Linked DNA regions of Anser cygnoides: regions 2 and 3 are each linked to region 1. A link is a contact called in public Hi-C data. All regions are on one chromosome and are shown on one strand. The core of a region is the stretch at or near the end of the contact, and the rest is flanking DNA. Distances in the headings are between cores, read along the strand shown. Region 1 holds the start of PDS5A (PDS5 cohesin associated factor A). Region 2 holds the start of RPL9 (ribosomal protein L9). Region 3 holds the start of SMIM14 (small integral membrane protein 14).

Region 1 (4,492 bases), core at 1,047-3,546:
CACGGCTCATTTTCCAAGTAACAACTGGCATATACCTCACCACTTTGAGAGCATCGGACAAAGCTTATAGTCTCTTCACATTTATAGTTAAGGCATATTTCAGGGTACTCAGTGACTAGCCAAGACCACAATTTCTATTTTTCAATCTTTGTGGGGTTACAATTGTGATGGGAAACACATCATCAGATGAGAGAATATTTCTGATCTCAGAAAAATCATTACTACATCTCCACCCTGGGCACAGGACCAAATCCCAGGTTACGAAAACTTTCTGGTCCAAAGACCATGGCGTTAGCAAATGAGCTGTGCCAATATTAGAGAATAAAGTTAAGTGTTGATCAATCTTCAGCACAGAGTTAAGAAATAATATGATTGTATCATAATATTTCATGTTTCTAATGGAAAAGCAGATTTAAAAAAAATTAAAAACAGAGGTAAGCCTCACAGTCCCCCAGGATGATGTCAAACAAGCAGGGAAAATGCTTTTATAACAATCCCTTTTGTTTATGAAAATTTAGCAACTTTGCCAAGCACCAGTTATACTGAATAGGAAAGACACACACAAGTTGAATCAAATTACAGAATCTGAGGCATTTTTACATATGAAACAATTTCGAAATTCCACCTACAAATTCCAGAAATTCACCTTCGTTTTCTGTAAACACGGCTAGCTTTTTGGTCAAGAACACCCTACACTAGATCGAGTTTTTTCCCCCACCCCTCTACATCTTGCTCTGCTGGAACCCACAGACATCTTCTAGCTTGACAGCGAGTATTTTTGGTAATATATCCCGCAATTGTTACTTAGGATTTCACTTCAGACCTGTCTCCAACACCGCGGATGTATTTCACACACAAATTGACTGCATCGACTCCGGCTTTGAGTGAACACAAGGGTACAGTCACAAATTACAAAAAAGGATTCCTCCTCATTAAGGAGAAGCAAGGGAGCAGCATTCCTACAAGGGTCTGTAGGCAAGGAGCGGACATTTCAGCCGCGGCAAGAAACCCCTGGCAGTCCTCCTCTCCCGCGAGGAAACGTTTCCTTTGAGAAAGGAGAGTTGCGGGGCAGAGGAGCCGCGATTACTCACCTTTAACCGTTTAACCACCTCATCGTTGGTAATTTTGTCCGTGATCTCCTTCACCCCGGGAGGGTAGTAGATGATTTTACCGTCGGCGGCAGGTTTCGGCTGGGTAGCAGGGAAGTCCATCCTGGCGCCGCCGCTTATAAACTTTCCCTCTGCGCAGTCCTCTACCGGCCTCTATCGGTCAGAAAACAAAAGTTCAGCGGATTGGGAACGACTTTCTAACCCTCTTTTTCCCATTTCTAACCCTCAATTCGCACAAGGCCCCGCTCCCCGCCGCGCCGGCCGAGCCCCCCGCCGCCGCCCCCCGCCAGCCCGGGCAGCGCCGGGGCCGGGCCGCCGCCTCCCCCCGCCGCCCCGGCCCCTCGGTTCCCCTCCGGCGCCTCCTTTCATCGCGGGGCTGCTCCAGCCCGACGCTCTCACTTCGGAGCCGACGCTTTTACAATGAAATTTCGGCCCCCATCCGAGGATGCCCCGGCCCCGGGGGCCCGCTGCGAGCCCCGGAGGGGAGGGACCGGGGGGGGACCAGCCCCGGCCCCGAGGGGAGGGCTTCGGAGCCGGCCCCCCGCCGCCGGGAGCCGAGGCCTAAGCGGTTAGGCCTCAAAACTATCAGGAGGCAGAGAAACCAACGGCGGAGGGGGAGGGAGGCGGGGAGGGAGGCAGGGAGGCGGCGGCGATCGCAAACAAAACCCCCCCGGCGGCCCCCCCCGAGCCCCACGGACCCCTCCCGGGGAGGGGGCCAGGCCGCTGGCCACTTTCCGTTTGTTCCCGCAACTTCATGGCCCCCCCCCCGGCCCCCCGGCCCCTCCTCGCCGCCCCGCCGCCGCCCCTCGGCGCCCCGCCGCCCCTCACCCCAGCGGGGCCCACAAAGACCCCCCCAGGGCCCGGGCCCCGCGCACCCCCGGCCCCCCTCGGGGCGGAGGAGGAGGAGGAGGGGGGGGGGGGGGGGGGAGGAGGAGGAGGAGGAGGAAGGAGGGGAGCGGGACCCGGAGCCGCCTTTACCTCATGCAGCTCCGGAAGGTGCAGCATTGAGCAGGCTCCGCACCGGCTGCTTCTCGCCACTCCGCCGCCGCCGCCCCCCCGCCGCCGGCCGCTGCCCTGCGCTCCTCGCCGCCTCCCTGCTCCGCGGTGCGGCGGCTCCTGCTCGGGGACGGGGGAGGGGGAGCTGCTCGCTGCTGCTGCTGCTGGCGGCGGAGGCAGGGGGAGACGGGGAGGCTCCGGCGGAGCGTGCGCCGCGGGGCCACAGTGCCGCTCTCCGACCGGCCGGGGAAGGGCAGCCGGGAGGAGGCTCCGCGCCGCCCCCTCCCCCGGCCTCCCCTCCCTCCTCCCGCAGCCCTAGGCAGGATCACCCCCTCCCCAAGCCTGGCCCGGCACGGAACGGCACGGCCCCGGCCGCAGGGCAGCGGGGGAAACCGGCCAGAGAGCGGCGTCCCCCCACCGAGCCTCCCGCAGGGCGGCGGCGGGCAGTACCGGGCACGGCCGCCGCAGCGCTGCCTCACGCTTGGCGCCAAAAGCCCCGGAGCGGCCCCTCAGGGCTCCCCGCGACCCCTCGGGGCTGCCTGAAGCCCTCAGAGCTCCCCGCAGTCCCTCAGGGCTTCCCCTGGCCCCTCGGGGCTGGCTCCAGCCCCTCAGTGCTCCCCGAAGTCCTCAGGGCTACCCCTGGCTCCTCAGGGTTAACCACGACCCCTCAGGGTTAACCCCGGCACCTCAGGGCTGTCCCCAGCCCCTCAGAGCTCCCCAGATCCCTCAGGGCTGTCCCCCGGCCAAGCCCCGACCCTCAGGGGTCTCCTCCTTTGCCATGTGAGGTGTGTGTGAGGACTGGGGGACACAGAGGGGACTGGGACATGTTTGTCCCCACAGTATGTGCTCTCCACACCAAGGTGCGTGGTGCTGTTGGTGGTTTTGGCGGCGTTTTGCAGGCGCTGCTCAACCCCATGTCTCCCTTTCAGCTCTTACTTCTTACCCCGCGGATGGTGTTGAGGCCCAGCCAGTGTGATATATCACAAAATTGGTGGTAAATTGTGCACGGTGGCACCAACAGCGTGAAGGCAGGTAAATAGCCCTTCCTCAGAGAGATTGGGGATAAATCTGCATCTACACATTGACATCTACGTTTTTTGCCCTCGCTGTTGGCAGATGAGCATCTCAAACATTGGCTTCCTTATAAATCTTCAGCAGGAATCTGAAGGTGCAGATCGAAGGGGCCCTTGCCAGTAACCTCAGGAAGGCTTTCCCTGTGAAATGACTCTGTAATGTAATATTCTTTCATCTTTACAAGAGATGGAATATGTCTGGAAAGAAGGTCAGTAGCAAAGTAGGATGTATCTGTCCATTTTGAATCTGCAGTTCATGTAACACGTCCACGTATAGACACAAGTACTTATCCAGCTGCCCGCCCTGTCTCCAATTTCTTGGTTAAGCGAACCAGCTGAAAGTATCGTTGTTCTCACTTTTGAACATCTCTAGTGTATTTTCTGCAGAGGCAATTTGAGGAAGACAGCTGGGATCAGCGTGACCGAAGGGGACAAGGAGCTGGCTGAGTGTACAGGAGCAGCAGCAGAGGGGCTGGCCTGGCCTGCAGGAGGGATGAGCCCTGCAGCCTGTGGGAAGGATGTCCGTGTCCGGGTTTACAAGGGCTGGGAGGAAAACGAAGACTGAGGAGCTCTCAGGTACTTCAGGTGTAATAACGTGTGGGTAGGAATTTTCTTTTCTGCACCTGTATTCCCTATTTGCTTGCAATGTTGTCTTGGAGGAGTTAAATGGAAAGCCTTGAGTGTCCGTAGCCTACGTGAAACCAGCTCGGAAGGGTGATAGTGGAAACGACTGAGAGTTGCCAGAAATACACAGCAGATCCCAGATTCTGATTTGGGAATCTAGAACGATGCCAGGCAAAGGGTTTAGATCTGGTTGTAAGTCCAAGGTTAGAAAAAAGGGATTGTCGCCAGGCTTAAGGATCAGTGGATTGGGACACTCACAATAGAAAAGTGGCCGTGGGAGTGGGATACAGGATTCAGTTTTAAGGAGGTTTTACTGATTGAAAAGAATAATAGATAATAAAAAGCCAACTTCAAACTTCAGTGGCCGTTTAGATTAGATTTGCCTTAGAGCTCAAGTACTCAGACTAGCTGTCAACCCTTATTTGTTGTCAATAACATATGAAAATGCATATTGTCAGAACTATTATACTTTTAAGGAACTTGTTTTTTTCTTTATCTTTACCATTCTTACATTAGGTACTTTGCTTCCCAATTCAAATGACTAATATGAGCACTTCATTTGATGTAGATACTTCATTTTTAATATACTTTGAATTAACACAATAAATCAGAAACAAATCCTAAAAGATTATTCTGTTACTAAAAAGGAAAAGTATATATCAAAAACCTATATGAGCTGTCTTCAATTTA
Region 2 (4,492 bases), core at 1,029-3,528, 220 kb before region 1:
CTAGCTTTAAGCTTTCTCCCTACTAAAGATTTATGAAAAGCAAGTTACAATCATTGTCAATTATAAATCTGAACAGTAGTAAACATATTGTAAGGTTCCATATATTCAGACAGACTGGAAAATGCTGCTTTGACAGTCATTTGCCATCTCCTGCTGTCCATGGCAGCCTAAAGAAGACAGTTTAGAAACCCCGTCACAAACAGTTAAGTGCAACACCTGCAGGTGCGCTCACCTGGCCTCATGCGCACCCTGCGGATGTACTTCTCTCCCAAGAAGTTTCGGATTTCCACCAGTGAGCCGTTATCCTGGATAACTACGTTGATGGGGAAGTGAGCGTACACTGACCTCATCTTGTAACGAAAGCCCTGGGATAAAGGACATCGTCAGATACTGAAATAAAAGCACATCCAAAAAAACACAGGTGCATAATGCTTACTGGATACATTTAAAAATGAAATATACTGACGATAGTTTCCTAGTAAGGACAAGTTGCTAAGCCCAAGAAATATTTGAAGCTTATTGTTCAGGTTTTTCTCCACCTGCAGAACTTGTTTGACAGCAAGGGGAGAAAAAAGAAGCATACATGCACACTAACTTGAATACTGAAAAAAGCTTGCACTGAAGTAAAAGGCTATTGCAACAAAAACGACGTGGTTCTCCTACATCAAAATACAACTTACCAGCGTAACACCCTTAATCATGTTCTGTACATGGCTGCAAATTGTGCGAACTGTTGCCAGCTCCTTCCTGTTACCCCACCACTTGTCAACACGCAGCTGGGTTAAGAAAAAAATAACAAAGCTTTCAGGACATTTCAAAACCAAAACCAAAGAACTTTGTGACAAACTAAGAGGGAGAAGTTCAAGTTAACTACTAGAAGTGTAGAAGTATTATTGGATGACTGTTGAATGCCCATCCAGCTCAAGCCTTATGTCCCAACACCCAATGCAAAGTTTTTCATCTTCTTTTTGCCCCATTACCCACAAAAGTTCAGAGAAACTAGGACAGGCAGTGGATATAAAAAAGCTCTGACACCTTGGCTGAAGAATACGATAACCTTCCGAATAGCACACCAGTTGTTCTGGGGTCAGTCACCCATATGTAATCTATCAGCTTCTTAATGATGCACTACATAAGGAGCCAGTGTTTTTATGATCCAGCAGGTGCTTGTCAATAAGTTACTGAAATCACCCACTCTTCCCGTTTTTTCTTAAATCCTTAAGACTACACAAAAATATTATGCACCTATTTGGAAAACACCAGCTCTCCCAATGTAACTTGCCAATTCTGAAAACTTAAATGCACAGAATTAATTTTATCTAGTTTAAACAGGCCAGCTCAAAAAACAGCATACAACAGGGAACCCTTTCCCTGGTAGTTATAACTGCAGCTACGAAGGAAATCAACCAACAACTTCATCCCTAAACATGACAGAACTTCAGGACTGTCACGGAGGCTGAGTGGGTCAGTGCCCCACAACTCCACTTTCTTTCAGAAAATACAAAAATAAACACTCAATAATTTACTTGCAGCATGAAAGACCTGTTATGCGTCCCCACCTTCTCCCTAGGAGCATAAACCCCAACCGTGCAGCACTCACCTTCTTGTGTTTCTTCCCCAGCAGAGACAGCTCCACGTTGATGTGGTTAAAATCCCTCCGCAGGGTTCCCCGGGGCCCCTTCACAATGACGGTGCGGCCCTTCAGCAACACGCTGACTGCGAACCAAAGACAGAAGCGCGTTAGCCGGCCGCGGTGCCGCTACCCGGGGGGCTTTCCGCACGCAGCCGTACCTTTGTCGGGGATGTCAACGGTCTGGTTGCTGAGAATGGTCTTCATCCTACGGGCGACAACCAGAAGGAGTTGGGAGCCTCGAAGACGAGCCCCTCGCCGCCCCCCTCCCCCCCTCACGCCCCCCAAGCCCCCCAGCTACGGGCGCCGCCCCACAAGCCCAGGCTAGGCCGCGGTGAGGCCTCCGCCGGGGGGGGGGGGGGGGGGGAGGAGGCGCCATCGGGGCGGCTCCCGGCCCGCAGAGCCCCATCAGAGCGCCGCGATGGCGGCCGGCACCGCCCCGGGAATCTGCCCGCACCCCCCGCGGGGCGCTGCGGGGACCGCCCGCGGCGGATGGCGGCGGATGCGGGGCGGCCGCGGGGCGGATGGCGGCCGCGGGCTCCCCCTCACCTGGCGGCGCGCGGGGCGGAAAGGGGCGGTGCGTGACGTCATCACGTAGTTATACCCGCTCGGCCCCCTGACGTCATCACGGGGAGGCAGGCAGGAGGGAGCGAGGCTCGACGCGCGCCAACGGGGGCGGGCAGCCGAGCGCCGAGCGCATCGATCGGGGGAAGGGCTGGGGGGGGCGGCCGCCATGTCGCTGCTGCCGCGGGGCGGCCGCTGCGGGACCGGCACCGCCGTGATCAGCGCCCGGCGGCTGCTGCTGGGGCCCCGCGCACGGGTGAGGGGGCGGCGGTCGGCCGGGGGGAGCCTGCTGAGGAGTATTTAGTGTTATGGGCTTGGGTGGTTGTGAACTGGCGGTATTTATAACCGATACATTTATAAATCAATAAACTGTGCCATCTCTTGTTTATTTTCAGGTGTCGGGGAGCCACGTGTGTAACCGGTACGGGACATCAGGTTCCCTGCCAGAGGAAAAGAAGAAATTTCTCCAAAACGGACCGGACTTACAGGACTTTGTCTCTGGAGATTTGGCGGACAAGAGTGCCTGGGCTGAGTATACGGGCAATTTAAAACGCCAGAAAGGCGAAAGGTAATGGTCATTTCGAGCAGCTGCAGTTGCGCCCATGCAGTATCTCGCATGTTTAGTATGAACTACAGAACACACACAGTGCGCTGTCTTTAAATTATCTTATCAAAGTGCTTGCCAATTTGATTTTTGAAGAAAAAACACAGTAATAACTTTAAATACACGGTGAAACATTAAAACATCGTGGTATTTTGCTCACTTGAGTGCTTGTGTATCGAATTATAAGTATACATAAAGAGGTGAGTATAGTGAAGTGGTGAAAAACTATTATCGATATTGAAAAACAAATTAATGCAGAGTAAATTTTAAAATGCTTAAAACATTTCTAGTTAGCAATTTGATCAGACTTTGTGATAGGCGTGCAAATTACACTGCCATTAATTGCTGCCATCTCCACTGTTGCACTATTAAATCCCACTGCTAACAGTTTTAAACCTTCCAATGACAACAAACTCCTACTTTTGAATATTGGGATGGTAATAAGCATGGAAGACGGAAGTCTGTTATGACTATGAGCGATGTTAATATTGGTCACTGAGCTGTGTCAATATCCAGGGAACCTTTCCTCATTGTGATATGTAACAAGTTGATGTAGATCTAAGAAATTAATGGAAACTTGTGTAAATATTTTATTAATCATAATTTTATTAATCCTGTTTGCTTGATTTCTTTTTCAGGCTGCGGCTTCCACCATGGCTGAAAACAAAGATTCCCATGGGAAAGAATTACAATAAACTAAAGAATACCTTGAGAAGTTTAAATCTTCACACGGTAAGTCTAGTACCAACCAAATTTTCCTGTAGAAATAAGGGATTTTTCTAATGATGCAGAGTTATTTTTTTGTGGAAGACAGGTAGAAATTATGTCTTGCATGGTCTTGCAAGCCCAAAGCTGGTCCTTTTTGACTGTGGTGAATTTTACCCTTAATGAAAAAAAAATCCTATAGAGAATTTCATGCTTTTCTGCTATGATTTTAAATATTAGAGTTTACTGCTTGCATCACCACTGAGGTCAGAAGATGCTACATGTGACTATTTTTAATGGAAACAGTTTCAGAGCTATATAACTGTTTTGTAAGAAAAGAAATTTTAGAAATACCCATTTCATTAAATATATGTTCAAGATGATAAAAAGGGGTGGGTACGCATGGAGGGTTGTTTTTTTTTTTCAGAGCAAGATCATGCTTTGATGTATCATAGATCTTGTGAATATTGAATCTTGTGCAATTGGTAAATGTAAAATATTAATGGCGCTGCGCTAATTAATAAGGCTGTTACTTGTCTGAGGAATTTTTGGAGTTGTGGTAGAGGAAAGGAGTGGAAATGGATGTAATGCACCAATGACTTTCTTCCTAGCAATTCTGCTGACTGCTTCAATAACAATGTGTGACTGTTAAATCTCATTTATCGCAGAAGGACTTAGGTTTAGTTTGTAGGCTAGTGTTGAAATACACATCACAGGACTGTCTGTTTAACCTCAGGTATGTGAGGAAGCACGTTGTCCCAACATTGGAGAATGCTGGGGAGGTGGCGAATATGCTACAGCTACAGCTACTATTATGGTAAGCTATTACCTTTTTCATAAGTATTCTCTTGCTGTTTGAGCTGATTGTTGTATCTCCGACAATATGCTACAATTTCTGCTACAGTGTTTTGGGTCTGTTATATGAAATCTATGGTATGTCACTGTCCTTACTATTTTCATTATTATTGGGATTTGTCTGATTTGGCACA
Region 3 (4,492 bases), core at 1,193-3,692, 130 kb before region 1:
ATCCCAGCATTGGCAACAGCAGCCTTTTCCTGCTGAGACTGGGCTGATGTCTTAAATCGCTGACCTCAGTTTATAGGCACTGATCCTATAAACTTTCCTCCCGCAATAATATTGTATAGTTACAACTTCATTTAATGCACCATATTTCCCCCTACTTCCAGAACTATTTCAAAGCAATATGCCGAACACACTAAACGCGTGGATACTCAGAACCGTACCTCCCAGTCTTATTATTTATGACCAAGACCACAGGCAAAAGTATAGACCACTGCAGCTAGTTTGTGAAAGCTGCTATTGAAAGAACTGTTTGCTATAAGGCTAAATTGACGATGGGATTAATGAAAGAACAATCTTCTGAACTGAGATATACTACAAAATTTCACATTGCAAAAAGTGAGCTATGTTCAAAGGACTGCAGTCTTTTGTATGTGGGTTTTTCTAAGGGTAAAAGACTAATGAGAACTTATTTCAGAGGATACACGTAGATTTGTATTGTCGACATACTATAAAATGTATAATGAAGTCAGACATGGAAGTCACTGAAATTATGCAAAGAAGCTGAGTATGCTCTCATTTTTTCTAAGCATTGTTTTCTTTCCAAGCATTTAAAAAAACAAATAAAAAATACTGTTTGAAGACTTCTAGTCTACAGTCCTGTTGTGGCCTAAAACCCTGTAGACTCTTCTGCAAATTAGTAAACTGCAGTATTCTACATAGAATATAGTATTCTATGGTATTCTACATTCATACCTAAAGGGGGTATATGACAATAACCCCAGTATGCTGACTACAGAGTATTGATTTTATGCAATATTTTAATGCTGGGAGACCTTGCCACTACTCCTTTCTACACCACCACCACCCCTAAAAAAAAAAAAAAAAAAAAAAAAGCCTTTTATATTCTCTATTTTTTACCAAAAAAAATTAAAAGAAAAAGGACAACTGAAAAGGGGAGCTGGAAAAGTATATGGTGAATATGAAACAGTTGCAAGATAAGAAAAAATGCCTATTTAAGGACAAAGTAAAGGAGTGGGTTATAGTAAGGAAAAGAGATATGGTAATTCATATTAATTTGATTTGCTTTTTGCAGTAACAGACTCTGACATTTGTAATCCAAATGAGCACATGGGAATGAACCTAGATACAAACCAGGCAAAATCACTGCCCTTTACCGTGGCCATTACTGGATGTCTACTACCTATAACATACAAACACACTCATAGGAACACAAAGGATTCTGACACTTGATACAGGTCATGTTTTCCACTCCATTCTGAGCAAAATCTGAATATTAAAAGCTCAGCTTTTTTACTACTATGAGCTGTCTGAAAAGACACGAGGCATTTAACCTGCAGATTTTATGTACTGCCCTTTTATTTTTTGTCCATAGGAGCTCAGCACACCATAAACCAAACTTTCATCCAAAAGCTCTGCGTAGCTTATTACCCTTACCTTACAGGTGAGAACCTAAGGCACAGAGAAATCATGGCCTACCTCCTCAAAAGGAACTTAAGCACATCATCAGGACCTGTATGTCTAAATTACTCTGAAGATGAAGGCCCAAGATCACACTGGAAGTCATTAAAAAGAAATAAGGCCTACTGCAAAATTGTCCTTTTCAGAAAGATTCTGAAAAACCTCAGCTGAGAGACTGCATTGTATATTGCGTTAAAAACAAGCTTTGATCTGAAGAAGAGCTAATTTGGTGAACAGATGCACATGGTACGACATTGTAGCAGGAAAATGGGCTTTTTCCAGTCAAATCACTAGGGAAAAGTAAATACACATAGAAAAATAACAATATACATCTGTATTATAGCTGCCAGATTATTTTTTTTAATCTGTTCAGCCCATACTTTCTTTAATGTGTATGTAATGGTCAAAATGCTACATATACTGATGGAGATAAACAGATAGCACTTAAAGATGACAGCCAGACTAGAGGCAGACAATCCCAATTGGAAGCCACTACAATCTGTTCTAAGAGAATGGAAATGGACTTTGTTGAGACAAATGTCTATGCTGTATATTGTCCTGCACTGTATAGAAAGAGCAGGCACTACAGAATCTTTCTATAGACCTCAGTGTCTTGAAAGGCCTCTAGCTCCTGAATAAACAAGCTGTAAATGCAATCTCACGTTCCCTTCTGAAAATCTATCTACGCTGCTCGGTACCATACCATATTTTGCGCACCTTAGACCGGCAGGGATGGTTACTGGTATCCTGCTCCTGTTTTCCAGACAGAGTAACATCTGTGGCTTGCAGCGTTTGGTTCTGCAATAAAATATAACAGTCCATTAGACAGGACCGACATGTTCACCTTTTAATCTGCTTTTAAAATCTTGTAGCAGAATCCATAAAAAGAGTTACTTGTGCTGCCTCCCCGTTACCTGCTCCAGGGCCTGCTGTGGCCCATGGGTTCCCCGTGTGCTGTGTGAGGAGACATCAGCGCACCCAAGGCGAGGAGCTGGGCTGGGAGAGAGAGACGATGGGTACTGTGGCTTTTTCAAGCGAGAATTTTTTTCAATTTTTATATATTTATTTATTTATTTGGGGGAAAAAATAGATGGGACCTGCTGTATGGACAGGTCAAACAGATTCTCAGGGCATGGGATGAGCCCTCTCTGCTGGGTTTTGCTCGGGGACTGGACCAGGAGGCTTGGCAGCCAGGGGTTTGCTCGGGGACACCTCAGGCCGCTCCCTGCCACCTTGTGCCCCCGGGGGCCGCTGCTTTTCGCCTCAGGGCCCCCCTTCCCCGCACCGCCGGGGAGGCCCCGATGCCTGCGGCGGGCGGGCTCCTCGCTGCCCAGCCCGCTCCGTGACAGGGCGAGCGGCAGGCAGCCGCCTACCCGGGGCGCACCCTCAGGCCTTGCGGGGAGGGAAGCGACAGCAGCCTCCGCTCGGCGGAGGAACCCCCCGGGAGGCGGCCGGGGCCTCGACGCCCCCCGGTGCGGGCTGGGCTCGGCTCCGCTCACCCGGCGGCCCCTCCTGAGCGGCGGCGGCGGCGGAGCCGGGCTCCGCAGCGCGCATGCTCGGCGCCGCCGCCATTTTGGTGGGGCCGGGAGTTATCCAGCGGGAGCGGCGGCGGCGGCGGAGCTCGCTGGGCCCGGCTCGGTGGCGGCGGTGGAGGGGTGCCCGCTGCGGAGATGGCCAACATCGCGGTGCAGAGGATCAAGCGGGAGTTCAAGGAGGTGCTGAAGAGCGAGGAGGTCAGAGCCTCTCCCCGTTGTCCCCCCCCCCCCCCCCCCCCCTTACGGACCGCCGCCGCCACCCTCCTCCTCCTCCCCCGGCTGCGGGGGGGAGGCGGCGGCGGCGGCGGCGGCCCCGCCGGTCCCCCCCGGCCCCACCTCCTCCTCCCCGCCGCCGGGGGTGGGCCCGGCCCGCGGCCCCGGGGAGGGGAAGGGCGAGGCCCGGGGAGACGGCACCCGCCGGGCCCTTCCTCCCGGGGGCGGAGGGGGGGGGAACGGGAAGGTGTGGGGAAAGCCCCCGGAGAGGGGCGGCCGCTGCTGGGCCTGCCCCGCCGCCCCCGGCCCTCGCCCCCGCAGCCGAGGCCCTGCCCGCCGGGGAGAGGCGGCTCGGGGTGGGCCGGGGGGTGCTGGGGCTGGGGCAGGGGGAGGTAACACCTCACAGCTCCCTCCAGCTCGCCCCGCAGGGCTGAGGCCGGGCAGCGTGTCTTTTACATTATCCTTTTGCGTTTCTTGCAGGTAAATCCCCCTTTACGTAGGGTGCTTCAATGCAGAACTTCCATTACCCCAGTGTAGGTTCTCACCTTCAGGTGGATGGATTTTAAAACCTCACTCGTTTCTGTCTTGCTACCTAGCCTTCCTGTCTTGCTCAGCAGAATGTTTCTGGAATGGTGTGTACCTGAGGGGCGTGCGGTGGTCGGTAAGACAAGCTGGCTGCTTTCAGGGGGCATCAGAGAAGTTTTGGAGCTGTTTGGGGCCATACACGGCAGCTCTAGCAGTGTTGCATCAGTACAGCTTCTGCTGTGTCTGGGGCTGAGTTGGTGGACGTCAGCCAGATAGGATTTAATAGTTGTGTCGTCATTGTCGTCCTACTTGGGATGATGTTGCAGGTTAGATGCTTGTGAAATGTTAATGTGAGCCTGTAACTCCTGCTGCTGGTGTTTTAGAAATCTGGACACATTCACAGAGCACAAGCTGAGAGGATATGTTTCTGAAGATAGTGATGGTTTAAGGAAATAGCGTTTAGGGTAGCAGTAGGTGATGTGCTTTAAAATCTAGAGTGCTAACAGTATTGTTGCTATGCAGCTTGAACTAGCCCCTAGAAAAACGTAAGGGCCTTGTTTTACAGCTGCCTTTAGAGCCCAGGCTGTTGTCACCAAGTTCTTGCACACTGACTACAGGATTGCCTGTAAGCTAAGAGAAATTTCTAGGTGGGTATCTTCATACCAAAGCTACAAAGACTAGACCTGGTACCACATATAACAGCTCATATTGTGGGAACAAAGAAGACTTTATTTGAAAGTGCT

The links. Hi-C and Micro-C count contacts between places; a contact is called where the count stands out from the background.
Region 2: a Hi-C map of liver shows a contact between it and region 1, with 3 times the contacts expected there. The contact joins the promoter of RPL9 here to the promoter of PDS5A in region 1. A contact is called at or near these places in 3 of 7 Hi-C or Micro-C datasets (granulosa cells and liver).
Region 3: a contact with region 1 is called in a Hi-C map of liver, with 9 times the contacts expected there. The contact joins the promoter of SMIM14 here to the promoter of PDS5A in region 1. A contact is called at or near these places in 3 of 7 Hi-C or Micro-C datasets (granulosa cells and liver).

Annotation. Positions count from the first base shown.
Region 1 is chr4:24,453,988-24,458,479 of Taihu_goose_T2T_genome, forward strand. It overlaps PDS5A (PDS5 cohesin associated factor A), which reads right to left and starts at 2,297. Exons shown (of 34, transcript XM_048072987.2): 1 at 2,088-2,297; 2 at 1,092-1,262. The coding sequence starts at 2,114. LOC106039128 (a long non-coding RNA gene) reads left to right here and starts at 2,480. Exons shown (of 6, transcript XR_007166619.2): 1 at 2,480-3,754.
Region 2 is chr4:24,235,577-24,240,068 of Taihu_goose_T2T_genome, forward strand. RPL9 (ribosomal protein L9) reads right to left here and starts at 2,279. Exons shown (of 8, transcript XM_048072872.2): 1 at 2,180-2,279; 2 at 1,792-1,838; 3 at 1,601-1,716; 4 at 681-776; 5 at 233-365. The coding sequence starts at 1,837. LIAS (lipoic acid synthetase) reads left to right here and starts at 2,296. Exons shown (of 11, transcript XM_013185935.3): 1 at 2,296-2,450; 2 at 2,590-2,762; 3 at 3,437-3,530; 4 at 4,240-4,320. The coding sequence starts at 2,364.
Region 3 is chr4:24,321,205-24,325,696 of Taihu_goose_T2T_genome, forward strand. It overlaps SMIM14 (small integral membrane protein 14), which reads right to left and starts at 2,443. Exons shown (of 6, transcript XM_066995764.1): 1 at 2,391-2,443; 2 at 2,194-2,274. UBE2K (ubiquitin conjugating enzyme E2 K) reads left to right here and starts at 3,061. Exons shown (of 7, transcript XM_048072849.2): 1 at 3,061-3,209. The coding sequence starts at 3,147.